2 separate regions of the Columba livia genome follow, and region 2 is linked to region 1. The links are chromatin contacts, called in public Hi-C maps. All regions are on one chromosome and are shown on one strand. Each heading gives the region's core, a stretch centred on a gene start, on an enhancer-like site or on the middle of the called end of the contact. The rest is flanking DNA. Distances are from core to core; before and after follow the strand shown.

Region 1 (5,793 bases), core at 820-3,319:
CCTGAATGAAGCCCCGCACCCCTCTGCACATCCACACATCCCCGTACACCTCCTGTGCACCCTCCTGCACACCTTGCATCCTTTGCACACCCCTCTGTGCACACCCTACACCCCGCTGTACAGATCCCCTGCACTGCTGTGCATGCTCCTGTGCACACCCCGTGCACGTACTTGCACTCTCTTGTGGACAAACCCTATGCACACCCTTGTACCCCCTTGTGCACCCCCCTACACTCCCTTGTGCAAACTGCACACCCCCTCTGTTCACACCCCTGCACCCTCTTGCGCACCCCTCGCACCCTCCCTGTGCACACCCCTTCCCCCTGTGCAAACTCTGCAGGCCCTTGTGCACACCTCTGCAACCCCTGTGCACTCTTGCACCCTCCTGTGCATCCTTTGCACCCTCCCTGTGCACACCCCTGCATGCCTGGTGTACAGTCTGCACCCACCGTGCAGACCCCAGCTCCCCGCTGTGCAACCCCTTCATCCTCCTGTGCACACCCTGCACCCCCTCTGCACACACTGCATCCCTTCACGCACCCCTTGTGCAAATGCTGCAGACCCTGTGCACACCCCGGTGCACCCTTTGCACCCTTCCTGTGCACAATCCGTGCACACTCTGCACCCATTGTGCACCCCCGGGTGCAAACTCTGCACTCTCCCTGTGCAGAACCCTGCACCGTCCTTGTGCGTACTGCTGCACCCGCTTGCGCAAAAACTGCCGCCCCTGTGCACTCCCTGGCACACCCCTGTGCACACTCTGCACCCTCACTGTGCATCCCCCGTGCACAGCCCTGCAGCCCCTGTGCAACCCCGTGTGTATCTCTGCATCCCTTGTGCACCCCTGTGCATGCCATGCATCTTCCACGTGCACACCCTTGCAGCCCCCGCGCACACCTTGCATCCCCACCATGCACTACCTGCATCCTCCGTGCACACCTTGTGCACCCCCCTGCACTCCCTCTGTGCACACCCCTGCATCTTCCCTGTACACACTGTGCACTCCCTGTATCCCCCACCCCGTGCACCACCTGTGCACACCGCTGCACCCCTCCCCGTGCATCCCCCTGCACACCCTGGAGCCCCCGTGCACCCCGCTTTGCACACAGTGCACACCCCCCCCGTGCACTCCCTACATCCCGCGTGCACACCACTGCACCCCCGCATCTTCCCTTTACACATTCTGTGCACACTCTGTGCGCAGCCCCCGCCGTGCACATCCCTGCAGCCCTTGTGCACCTCCCCGTGCATCCCCTTGTGCACACCCCTGCACCCGCCGCATCTTCTCTGTACACACTGTGCACTCCCTGCATCCCCACTGCGCACACCCGGTGCACACCCCTGCACCCCCCCGTGCACACGCCATGCACAGTCCGTGCACACCCCTGCACCTCCCGTGCACACCACTGCACCCCCTCCGTGCACATCCCTGCATCCACCCCGCGCACACTTCGTGCATACCTCTGCACCCCCCGTGCACACCCGTGCACCCCCCTGGGCCCCCCATGCACACCGTGTGCACACTCCTACACCCGCCCGTGCACAGCCCTGCGCCTCCAGTGCACACGCCGTGCATACCCCCGGACACACTCCTGCACCCCCCGTGCACACGCCGTGCACACCCCTGTACGCCCCCGGGCACACCCGTGCACACCCCTCTACCCCCCTGGGCACACCCGTGCACAGCCCTGCACCCGCCGTGCACACCCCTGTACCCCCCACATCTCCCCCGTACACACTGTGCACCTCCTGCATTCCTCCCCTGCACCCGCCGTGCACAGCCCTGCACTCCCCGTGCATTCCCCTGCACCCCGCTGCCAACCCCCCCCCGCTCCTTGCACACCCCTACAGCCCCTGTGCACCCCCCGTGCACACTCCCACGCCCCCCCTGTGCACCCCCGTGCACACACACGCTCCGCCCGCACCGCGCCCCCCAGCGGCCGCCGACACCCGCGGGGCGGGCGCGGAGAGGCCTCGCCCCGCCCCTCTATGGCGGCCGCTCTGGGCGGCAGGAGCGCGAGGCCGCGGGCGGGGCGGGCGGTTGGCGCGCGCGTCCCCTCAGCGGGGCGCTCCCGAGCCGCGCTCCGCGCTCCGCTCTCACATCTCCTCCTTTTGCTTTTGCTTTTGATTTTTTTCAATTTTCGAACTCGCTCCCCCCTCCGCTCTCTCCCCGCCTTCCCTCCGCCGCCTCCTTTCCCCTCCCCGCTTCCCCAGGGCCGGGACTCGGGACGCCGCTCGGTGCCCGCCCGCCGCTGCCCGTGAGGAAGAGGCGGCCTCACCCCCCCCCCCCCCTCCCCTCCTCCACCCCCCGCTCCTCCCGCCGACCGCGACTCGCCCCGACCCGGGAGGGAGCCGCTCGCTGCCCGCTCCTCCTCCTCCTGCAGCGGGGGCCGCATCCTGCTGCCGGGGGGGAGGGAATTGATGTGGAGACCCAGCGCAGCACCATGCAGCCCCCGCCGAGAAAGGTGAGGGAGTCGAGGGGGCTTGTGTGGAGATGGGGGGGGGGGGGGGCGGCTGAGTGGGGCTGGTGGAGGGGGGGGGTGACTGGTGTGGGGTGGGTTTAGGGGTGTGGGGAGGGATGAGGGGGTTTGGGGACGCGGGGGGGGTGGTCTGGGAGAGGGTGAGTTGGAGGGAAGGGGGTGAGGGGGGAATTGAGGGTGAGGGGCAGCCCAGCAAGGTGGGGAAGCGGGGGATGTCTTGGGGGGGGTGTTGGAAATTGGGCATGGTGGGGGAGATGGGCTGTGGAAGCAGGAGGTGCGGGGGAGCGGTGGGTGTTGGGCCCCCATGCCCAGTGGAGGTTGTTGAGATGAAGGATAGGGTGGTCAGGGACTGCAGAGGAGGGCTTGGACAGTCGGTACCATTGCGGGGTGCTACCAGCTGGATTATGGGGGGGTTTCGGCGACTATAGTTGATACCAACAGCCGTGGGTTGGTTGTGTTGGAGGAGAAGGTCACGTCTGGGGTTGATATGGGGTATCCCCGCGTGGATCAGCAGCCAAAAATGTGCAACATCTGTGTGATGGGAACAAGCTGCCAATGCGGCGGGGAGGCTTTTTTGTGTCCATGGGAATATGGGGTGCTTTGCATTGGGGTGGAAGGAGGAACGTAGATTTGGGAAAAAAAGGCTGTTCCAAGCGTGGCTTGTCTGTGTAGACAGGTTGTTATCTGGCAGGCTGGAGCTGTGGTGAGGTCTTGAGCTATATCTAAGTGTTAATACATGGAGAGATATATTGATTAGTTGTTTTGAGGGTTGTGTGTGGGGAGAAAGGGGGAACCAGGGATGGTGAAGCGGGGCTCAGGATGGATAAGCCGTGTCTTTATGGGCACCGTGGAAAGGGGTTTTGTGGTTTTGCGATTTTTGCACTGCTGCCCGATGGGGCTGGTTGGGGCAGTAATCGTTGATGATCTGATCGTTGTAGCTCACCATAGATGTTGGAGATTTCATGTGCCATGTTGAGGTTTCTCGGTCAGCAGAAGAGATTGCAGGGGGCTTGTGGGGTGGAGAACTGTATAATAGTGACTGGGAGGGGAGGAAGGTTGGAGAGGGAGTGTAAACAGAAATCTCTTGTCATCCCCCGGACTCCCCAGTAGCTCTGGCAGGCAGCTGCACCCAACATCTCTCCTTGGCTCATTCCTGCCCCTCGACCTCTTGTTTTGTGGCTGGGCTCTGCTTTTGTTAATTCTTATTTCTATTTTAGTTTGCGCTTGGCGGCTTATTTATATTACGTGCATGTCGTTCTTTTCCTATATTATTTCATGTGAGATTATTTCCATTACATAGGTCGTGTGTGTGGGTTTATTTATTTTGAGTAGGGTTTTTTCATATACAGATAAAAATGCTGAAAGTTCGTGTTGAAAATAGATACTTTTTCTTCTTGACCTTAGGGGCATACATGTGATTTTTTTTGTATAGTGAAAAAACTCATCTTTATATAATGTGATTAAGGGGTGCTTGTTGCTGGAGGTTTGTTTTCAGAGTTAAAATCGACGAGGCTTTTGCTCTCTGGTGAGATTTAGGTTTTATTCTGCGTGGCTAGTGAAGAAGAGGGAGATCTGTGTTTTCTTCCTCTCTGAATTTTTCATTTCTCTTCCCTCATTACAGTGACTGTTTGGCATTTCTGTCCTCATGAATGCATAATGTCTTCAGATATGCCAGTGATCGTTTTTTAGGCCGACACACAGATTCCCTGTGATCACTAGAGGGCTTAAATGCCAAGACCTGTTGGTTTATAAAAACAAGAACAAAACAACCCCAAGGTTACCTTCTAAAATCGAATCATTCCATATACCTATGCCAGTGGGGATACCTGCCTCTTATCAAGGAGGTTCCCAAAGTGTTGACATTTTAGCTTCGTGATCACAAGGTTCAAAGGAAAATACACGAACACTAAAAAATGTAAGGCAAACATCCTAAAGCCTTTTATAGAGGGCTCTTTTGACCTGATGCATAATCAAAAAACAACTTGATGGTTAAGCTATCCTTAGGCAAAACTCTTCTATTGCACACAAACTACCCTCCTAGCTTTCGGAAGAAAATTTCACTTTCGTTAATGGTTGGGTGTAAGTGTGAGATTCTTGCCATGTGCTGGGGTGCCAGCACTTACTAAACCAGCTTTTCCGAATGTTGCGTTAGGGTTAAACCACCCTCCTAACTCTGTGTTTGAATTTGCTACTGAAACGTGCCATTTCACAATAGGTGAAGGACATGAATTGTATGTTTTTTTCTTGTTGAAGTTTGACTTAAACTCTACAGAAAATATATGTGGTCTGTGGTTTCTTTTTTTGTAGGTGAAAGTTACACAAGAGCTAAAAAACATTCAGGTTGAGCAGATGACAAAACTTCAGGCCAAGCATCAGGCAGAATGTGAGCTACTTGAAGATATCAGGTAAGGTTACAGAAAATGCTACCAAAATTCCTTTAAGATCCAGCTTTTGGAAGAACATTTGAGTTACAAAACTTCAGGAACTGACGATGGAATTTCCTCTTTGGATTTCCTGCTTTTAGGCTGTTAAAGTTTTGACACAGCTGGAAATTATAACTGGAGCTAACACAATGCAAACCATTTTTTCTTCTCTTTAGTGGGGGAAATGTTGAAAAAACAAAGTCACAAACAACACACAAAAAGTGTTGGTCTCTTCAGCAATATTTCTCTATATAATAGACTAAGACTTTGATTTACCAATTGTAAAGGGCTGCTAAAAGTATTAAAATACTTCAAACCACTGATGATTTATGTCTCTCTGGAGGTAGGTTTGACCAGCACTTTTAAATAGACTTTTTAACAGAAACTTTTAAGCAGATATTTGCATTTATAATTTAAAACTCTGCACAGGCAAACCTACCTGACATCAGTTGCAGGGGGGGGTATTATTCCTTTTACCTAATGTGTTTGATTCTCTTGAAATTAAAAGTTTGCTTTTAATAAAATAACGGTGGTAGTGGGTACCTGGCATTATATGGAGGATTAATTGTTCCGTTTGGAGAGGATCAATTTCAAGGATGGTTCATTCTGTGAAATGTTGAGCAGTGAGTTCTGCTCTTTTGGCAGTGTATAGTCCATCCATTAATTATTTAAATGAGATTTCTCGCTGTATATTTGTCTATAAAATGCAAATGTGTTGACTTGGACAGATGACGTACTGTTTTCTCACGGTGTCCTGCCTTCATAAATCAGAATGTCGAGGTTTGAGCCTTCTCTGTTTTTCTTCTGTGGGTGTTGAAACAGGTTTTTTTTGTATGGGAAAGATCACAGCTTTCATTTCCTTAGATTAAAATGAGTGGCTGTGCAGTGTT
Region 2 (6,011 bases), core at 261-2,760, 190 kb after region 1:
GCTCATGTTCAGCCGCTGGCACCAACACCCCCAGCTCCTTTTCCGCCGGGCACTTTCCAGCCGCTCTTCCCCGAGCCTGTAGCGCTGCCTGGGGTTGCTGTGACCCCAGGGCAGGACCCGGCACTTGGCCTTGGTGAACCTCAGACAAATGGCCTCAGCCCATCCATCCAGCCGGGCCAGACCCCTCTGTATGGCCTTCCCACCCTCCAGCACATCAACACTCCACCCAACTTGGTGTTGTCTGCAAACTCACTGAGGGTGCACTCGATCCCCTCACGAGTCCCCTTATGGGGACCTTTGCTCTTCAGCTTTGCACAACTTGAGCAGTCTAGCCCAAAAACAGAGGCAGTGGGGGAGACAGAGGATCAGATGGAATTATTTACAGAGCCATTAAGTGTTGTTTTCCTATTTCTTCTTACTTATTTTTTGATAATTCTAACATTTAATTTCTTCTTCTATTGCAAAGACGCAATGGGGTCTGTGCATTCATGGCTGTGCAATGCCCCTGCCTTCACCTGTGGCCACTTATTTTCTGCAAGGCTTTCCCAAAGAAGCCTTACAAAAAGCCAAATAGCTCATTTTTACCTTTTTTTTCCCCTCATCCCCCTATCTGGTGGCTCCAGGAGGTTTGCAAGGCAGAAATACCTTTTGCTGGCTCTTCCCAAACGGACCGTATTTACCCACCGGCGTGCGGGTATTTTCATGTATCATTTCTACCCGTTATTATAATTTCTAGTTGAAGTGGCACAACCAACCCCCTGTAATCCCCTACAAACCCTGGACCACTTATAATAATAACAATAAAAAAGCCACTTTCCCCATCTTTGACCACCACAGGAGAAATCCCATCTTACTGGTACTAATTTAACTCAGTGCCCAGACTGCAGAGGTGATAATATGATTATAGGAGGAAAAATATCCCGCAGAAGATCTGCCCTGGAGCCACAACTGTCCTGTTGGCCGAATTATTTGTCTTTTAGTGAGGTGTAGAGCCCTCAAGATGCTGCACACATAGAGCAGGTAAGACCTGCAATAGCTGTAAGTTTACAGTTAGATATCATTCATATTTACAGTTAACTATTGATAGTTAATAGCTGTTGTTAACATTTACATAAAGCGGCAAATTATGGGGTAATAGTAGAGCATCCTCTGGTAGCAAAGGCTCCTCACTTTCCACTGGAAATTAACCAAATAACCTGTGATTTTTCACACCTTTTTCCTCGTGAGCTTTGACTACCTAAAAAATAAAGGTTAACAAGACTGTTAGGGGGGACTGTGCTGTTCCCCTCACCTCAGGCTGCGCTCCCCTCACAGCACGGCGAAGAGAAGGTGTCTTTATTACCAGAGAACGCCCCCAGGTAGCAAATCGGGGTGAATTACATCGGTTTTGTAGCCGCTTTAATGCGGGTTGTGGGCGTTCACAGCCTGTCAGGGCGGGAAAACCCACTGACAGGTTCCAGCCTCCCCAACATGGCGGCGCGTCAGCACCGGGGAGACTACATTTCCCATCGGCCCCCGCCCGCCGACCCACGTGATCGCGGCGGCCCAATGGGGAGCGGCGGAAGGCAGATATAGCCCTCCCTCGGGGAAAGGTTCCCTCCTTTCCGCCGGGCGGCGCGGCTCAAGATGGCGGTGCAGATCTCCAAGAAGCGCAAGGTGAGGGCGGCGGCCCGGCTCGCCGCAGCTTTGGGGCGCCTCCATACCGGCGGGGTCGCGTCGGAGGAGGCCCCGGGCTTCGTCGGGGCGGGGCGGCGGGGTGGGGATGGCGGCGGATGCGGGAGGATGGAGGCGGATTGCGGCTGGGCGGCCCGGCGGGGAACATGGCGGCGGGAGGCCGGGGTGAGGGAGTGCGCGGGGGACCCTGCGCAGACCACGGGGCGGGGGGAGAGCGCGGGGGGCAGCCATAATTCCCCCTCTCAGCCCTCTCTGGGGCCTGTGCTGAGCTCTGGAACTGTGTCCAGTGTCCGGGCTGGACTGGGCAGAGAAGAACCGGATGAAGTTCAACAAGGGCAAGTTTAGGATCGTGGGAGTGACAACCGCAGGCACCAGTACAGGTTGGGGTTGACCTTCTGGAAAGCAGGATTGCAGAGGAAGACCTGGGCGTCCTGGGGGACAACAGGTTGACCATGAATCAACAGTGTGCCCTGTGGCCAAGAGGCCAATGGTACCTGGGCTACATAGGAAGAGTGTGACCAGCAGGTTGAGGGAGGTTCCTCCCACTCTGCTCTGCCTTGGTGAAGCAGAATCTGGAGCATTTGGTCCAGTTCTGGGCTCCCCAGTTTAAGAAGGACAAGGAATTACTGGGGAGAGTCCAGTGGTGGGCTACAAAGATGCTGAGGGGTCTGGAGCATCTTTGTGATGAGGAGACACTGAGAGAGCTGGGGCTGTTGAGCTGGAGAAGAGAAGCTGAGAGGGATCTGATCAATGGATCAATATGTCAGGGTGGGTGTCAGAGGATGGACCAGACTCTGTTCAGTGGTGCCCAACGCCAGGGTGAGGGGCAACGGGCACAGACTGAAACACAGGGGGCTTCATCTGAACATGAGGAGAAACTTCTTTGCTGAGAGGTGCCAGAGCCTGGCCCAGGCTGCCCAGAGCGGGTGTGGAGTCTCCTCTGAGACATTCAAACCCGCATGGACCCACCTGTGTGATCTGCTCTGGTGACCCTGCGTGAGTAGGTGAGTTGGGCTGGGGGATCTCCAAAGGTCCCTTCAACCCCAACCACACTGTGGTTCTGTGACTCCCTGATCAGATGGTGCAGGACTCTGCCTGTCTTGTAGAGGGGGGGGGAGGTTTGGCGCCTGTGCATTGTAAGGGTAGAAGTGGGAGCCCTGGCAGCAGGACTTGTGGGGCTCATAAAGGGATGTGACCTCTGAAATTATTTTATGTAATTTCGTACCAAATCAGAAGTGCCACTGCACTTCTACGATAGCTACAATTTCTGCCTGAGGTCGATCAGGCAGTGATGTAGGCTCCTGCTAGAATTGAATTGAATTGTCTCTGGGAGCTTCAGGAGAAATGCTTTTATTTGTCCCCACTGATACTTCCTCTCTGTGGGGGAAGAAGCCGTCAGTCTGCAGTATGATCATAGAATCATTTCAGTTGGAAGAGACCCTTAAGATCATAGAGTCCAACCATAATCTAAATTTAGCCCTAAATAATGTCCCTAAGAACTTCATCTATATGTTTTTAAAACCTCTCCAGGGATGGTGATCCCAAGGATGAATTGCTCCTAAACTCATTATGTGAAAATTGTGTGTTCAGGCTGTTTGCTTTGATGCGATCCATTTGTTGTTGTTTTATTTTTTTAGTTTGTCGCTGATGGTATCTTCAAAGCTGAGCTGAATGAGTTTCTGACTCGTGAACTGGCTGAAGATGGGTACTCGGGCGTTGAAGTCCGGGTCACTCCAACCAGGACTGAGATTATCATACTTGCCACCAGGTAACTGTGGTGCTGCTGCTGACTTTATGGGTGCTGTACAAGGCTGTAAGGGATTCTGCTGCTGGCTGAAGATTAAAGCAATAAATAGTAGGGTAAACTACTTGAGAAAGAGATCCTAAAGTGATCTTTAGCGACAGAGTAGTGCTACAACCCCTAAACTAAGTTATATACTCGGCTTGGAAGCTCTCTGGGATGGTTACAGGCTCAGGTGTGGAGGCACTCTTCTCAGTCATACTGTACTTTTTTTGTCCAGAACTCAGAATGTCCTGGGTGAGAAAGGCCGCCGCATCCGGGAGCTGACGGCTGTCGTGCAGAAGAGGTTTGGATTCCCTGAGGGAAGCGTTGAGGTAAAACTGTCTCGGTTAAAACAGGAGTACGTGGGTTGTGCACTTAGATTTGTGTGCTGTCTAGATGGTGTCAGCTGAAAGGGGGTTTGACTTGAAGAGAACTTGGGATGTGGTTTGCCTGTTCTCACAGAACACTCCTGCGTGGAACTACAAAATGCTTTGCTCTTTGTGGTATTTTAAGTGCTGTCACTTTGGCTGTTTTCTCCGATTTCCCAACAAGGAGGATGCAAATAAAACTTTTAAAGCTTGTCTGTAGATACTTTGTAGAGAATGTTGCTGTCTCAGTATTGAAGTGAGAAGGAGCTTAATGTTTTGTACTTGTGTGTTACCATTTCCCTTATTGAATTCATAATGCTTCTGTCCTTATAAAGAAACTGTTTCGTTGCAGAAGGATTGTTGACATTTTTGATTAAAAAGGACAGTAAAGTGACCAGCAATTTCTCATCTTTTAATGTTTGAAATCTGGTAGCTGTACTTGCACTTTTCTCTAAAACAAATTAGCGGTGGAGGGCAGTGTGTGTTCTGGGGTAATGCTCAGATTTATTCCTGCTTGGCCAGTGTTGTTGGATCACATTGTACAGTGCAAATTGCTGATTATCTCCAGCAAATGCTTAAACACAGTGGCACAAACTCACACAGCACATCAGGATTTGTCAGCTCTAGGAATATTGTGTGCATGATTCGGAACGTCTGCTTCTTCTGAAGTATCAGACTTTGGGCTTTTGGAGATGTTAGATTTTATAACACTCTCCCGGCTTTTAAAAATCAAATATTTTCTTAGATTTTTTTAATACTTAAGTAGACTTACGTAACTGATGCAAAACTGTCTGACGTTTTTGTGCTTGTTTGGATACCTCTCTTTAGTGATACGGAGTATTTTAAGTCTGTTGGAAGCAGCAGCTCTTTGAGACTGCACCATGGATATTTTAATAGTCTCCTGACTTTCAGTGGAGCATTGTGAGTGTTTCTCAGCTCTGCCAGGAGCAGGAGACAGGCACTAAAGGAGTTACGGGAGTGTAGTGCCCGAGGATAAAACTTGCTCATGTTAAATTAGAAGTATCTTGAAATACAGCCCTGTTTCTGAGTCTGCTTCTTTTGCTTTCTAGCTCTATGCTGAGAAGGTGGCCACGAGAGGTCTGTGCGCAATCGCTCAGGCAGAGTCCCTGCGGTACAAGCTTCTGGGAGGTTTAGCGGTGCGTCGGTGAGTAGAGCAAGTTGAACGTGATTGCACAGTGAGGAAGTGTGGGATTCAAATACCATTTCATAAAAAAACTCCTTGCCGACTTGCCTTTAGTTTGAAAATTTAACCTAGTCATACTGCGCTTGCAAAGGACAGTTCATATTTTTTATAATTCTACCATATAGAAGCTTTTTGTTTAATATGCAGTTACTTTTGATAGTAACTGCTAGATAATGTATTTCGGATTTAAAAGTTGAAGTCATAGAGTATATTAGATTACACGTTGTCTGGCTGGTGTGCATAAAGCTTGCTTTTATTTCTTTGTGAATAAATGGGTGGAGGACTGAAACACAATTTCAGGCCTTCTGGCTGAATTGTAGTTCAGGTGACAGTGGCCTTGCCTCTCAAGTCCCTTCAGTGACGACAAGATGACGAGTCAGAAGCGGGTGGCTCTTGTTGCGATGCCTCTGCAGTGTCACGTTCTGTGATGCTGCGTGCGGTTCTTCAACAGGAGCGTCCTGTCATAGTTGATTGATTTAGAGGCATTTGTCTGAGAAGGGACCAGAAGCCGCACTCCTGACATATTACAAAGAATTGTCACCGTTCCTACAACCTTACAAGGATCATAAGAGTTTTCTTAGACTGCTAAAACAGTGTCTGTGCTTTGGAACTGGGGTAAAATGCCTCCACAGAGCCGTGTGAGTTTGGCAGTGGGAGTAACACAGTGGCTGTTGCTGCTCTTTTCCTTCAGAGCCTGCTATGGTGTGCTCCGCTTCATCATGGAGAGCGGTGCCAAGGGTTGTGAGGTGGTTGTGTCTGGCAAACTCAGGGGTCAGCGTGCCAAATCCATGAAGTTTGTGGATGGCCTGATGATCCACAGTGGAGACCCAGTGAATTACTACGTTGACACAGCTGTGCGTCACGTCCTTCTGCGGCAGGGTGAGTGGCTGGGATGCAGATCCCTTTGCAGCTCTTTGGGTTCTTTCTACTCGTGCTTCAGAGCCAGAAGATCTCAACTCCTGCTGTCTTGTACCTGCAGGTT

The links. Hi-C and Micro-C count contacts between places; a contact is called where the count stands out from the background.
Region 2: a contact with region 1 is called in a Hi-C map of crop, with 4 times the contacts expected there. The contact joins the promoter of RPS3 here to the promoter of FCHSD2 in region 1. A contact is called at or near these places in 2 of 2 Hi-C or Micro-C datasets (crop and liver).

What each region holds. Positions count from the first base shown.
Region 1 is chr1:2,806,767-2,812,559 of bColLiv1.pat.W.v2, forward strand. It overlaps FCHSD2 (FCH and double SH3 domains 2), which reads left to right and starts at 2,070. Exons shown (of 21, transcript XM_065065189.1): 1 at 2,070-2,465; 2 at 4,788-4,885. The coding sequence starts at 2,445.
Region 2 is chr1:2,998,163-3,004,173 of bColLiv1.pat.W.v2, forward strand. RPS3 (ribosomal protein S3) reads left to right here and starts at 1,511. Exons shown (of 7, transcript XM_005500610.3): 1 at 1,511-1,656; 2 at 3,312-3,442; 3 at 3,696-3,789; 4 at 4,896-4,990; 5 at 5,721-5,908. The coding sequence starts at 1,627. It overlaps LOC135578355 (small nucleolar RNA SNORD15), which reads left to right and starts at 5,382; the gene lies at 5,382-5,528.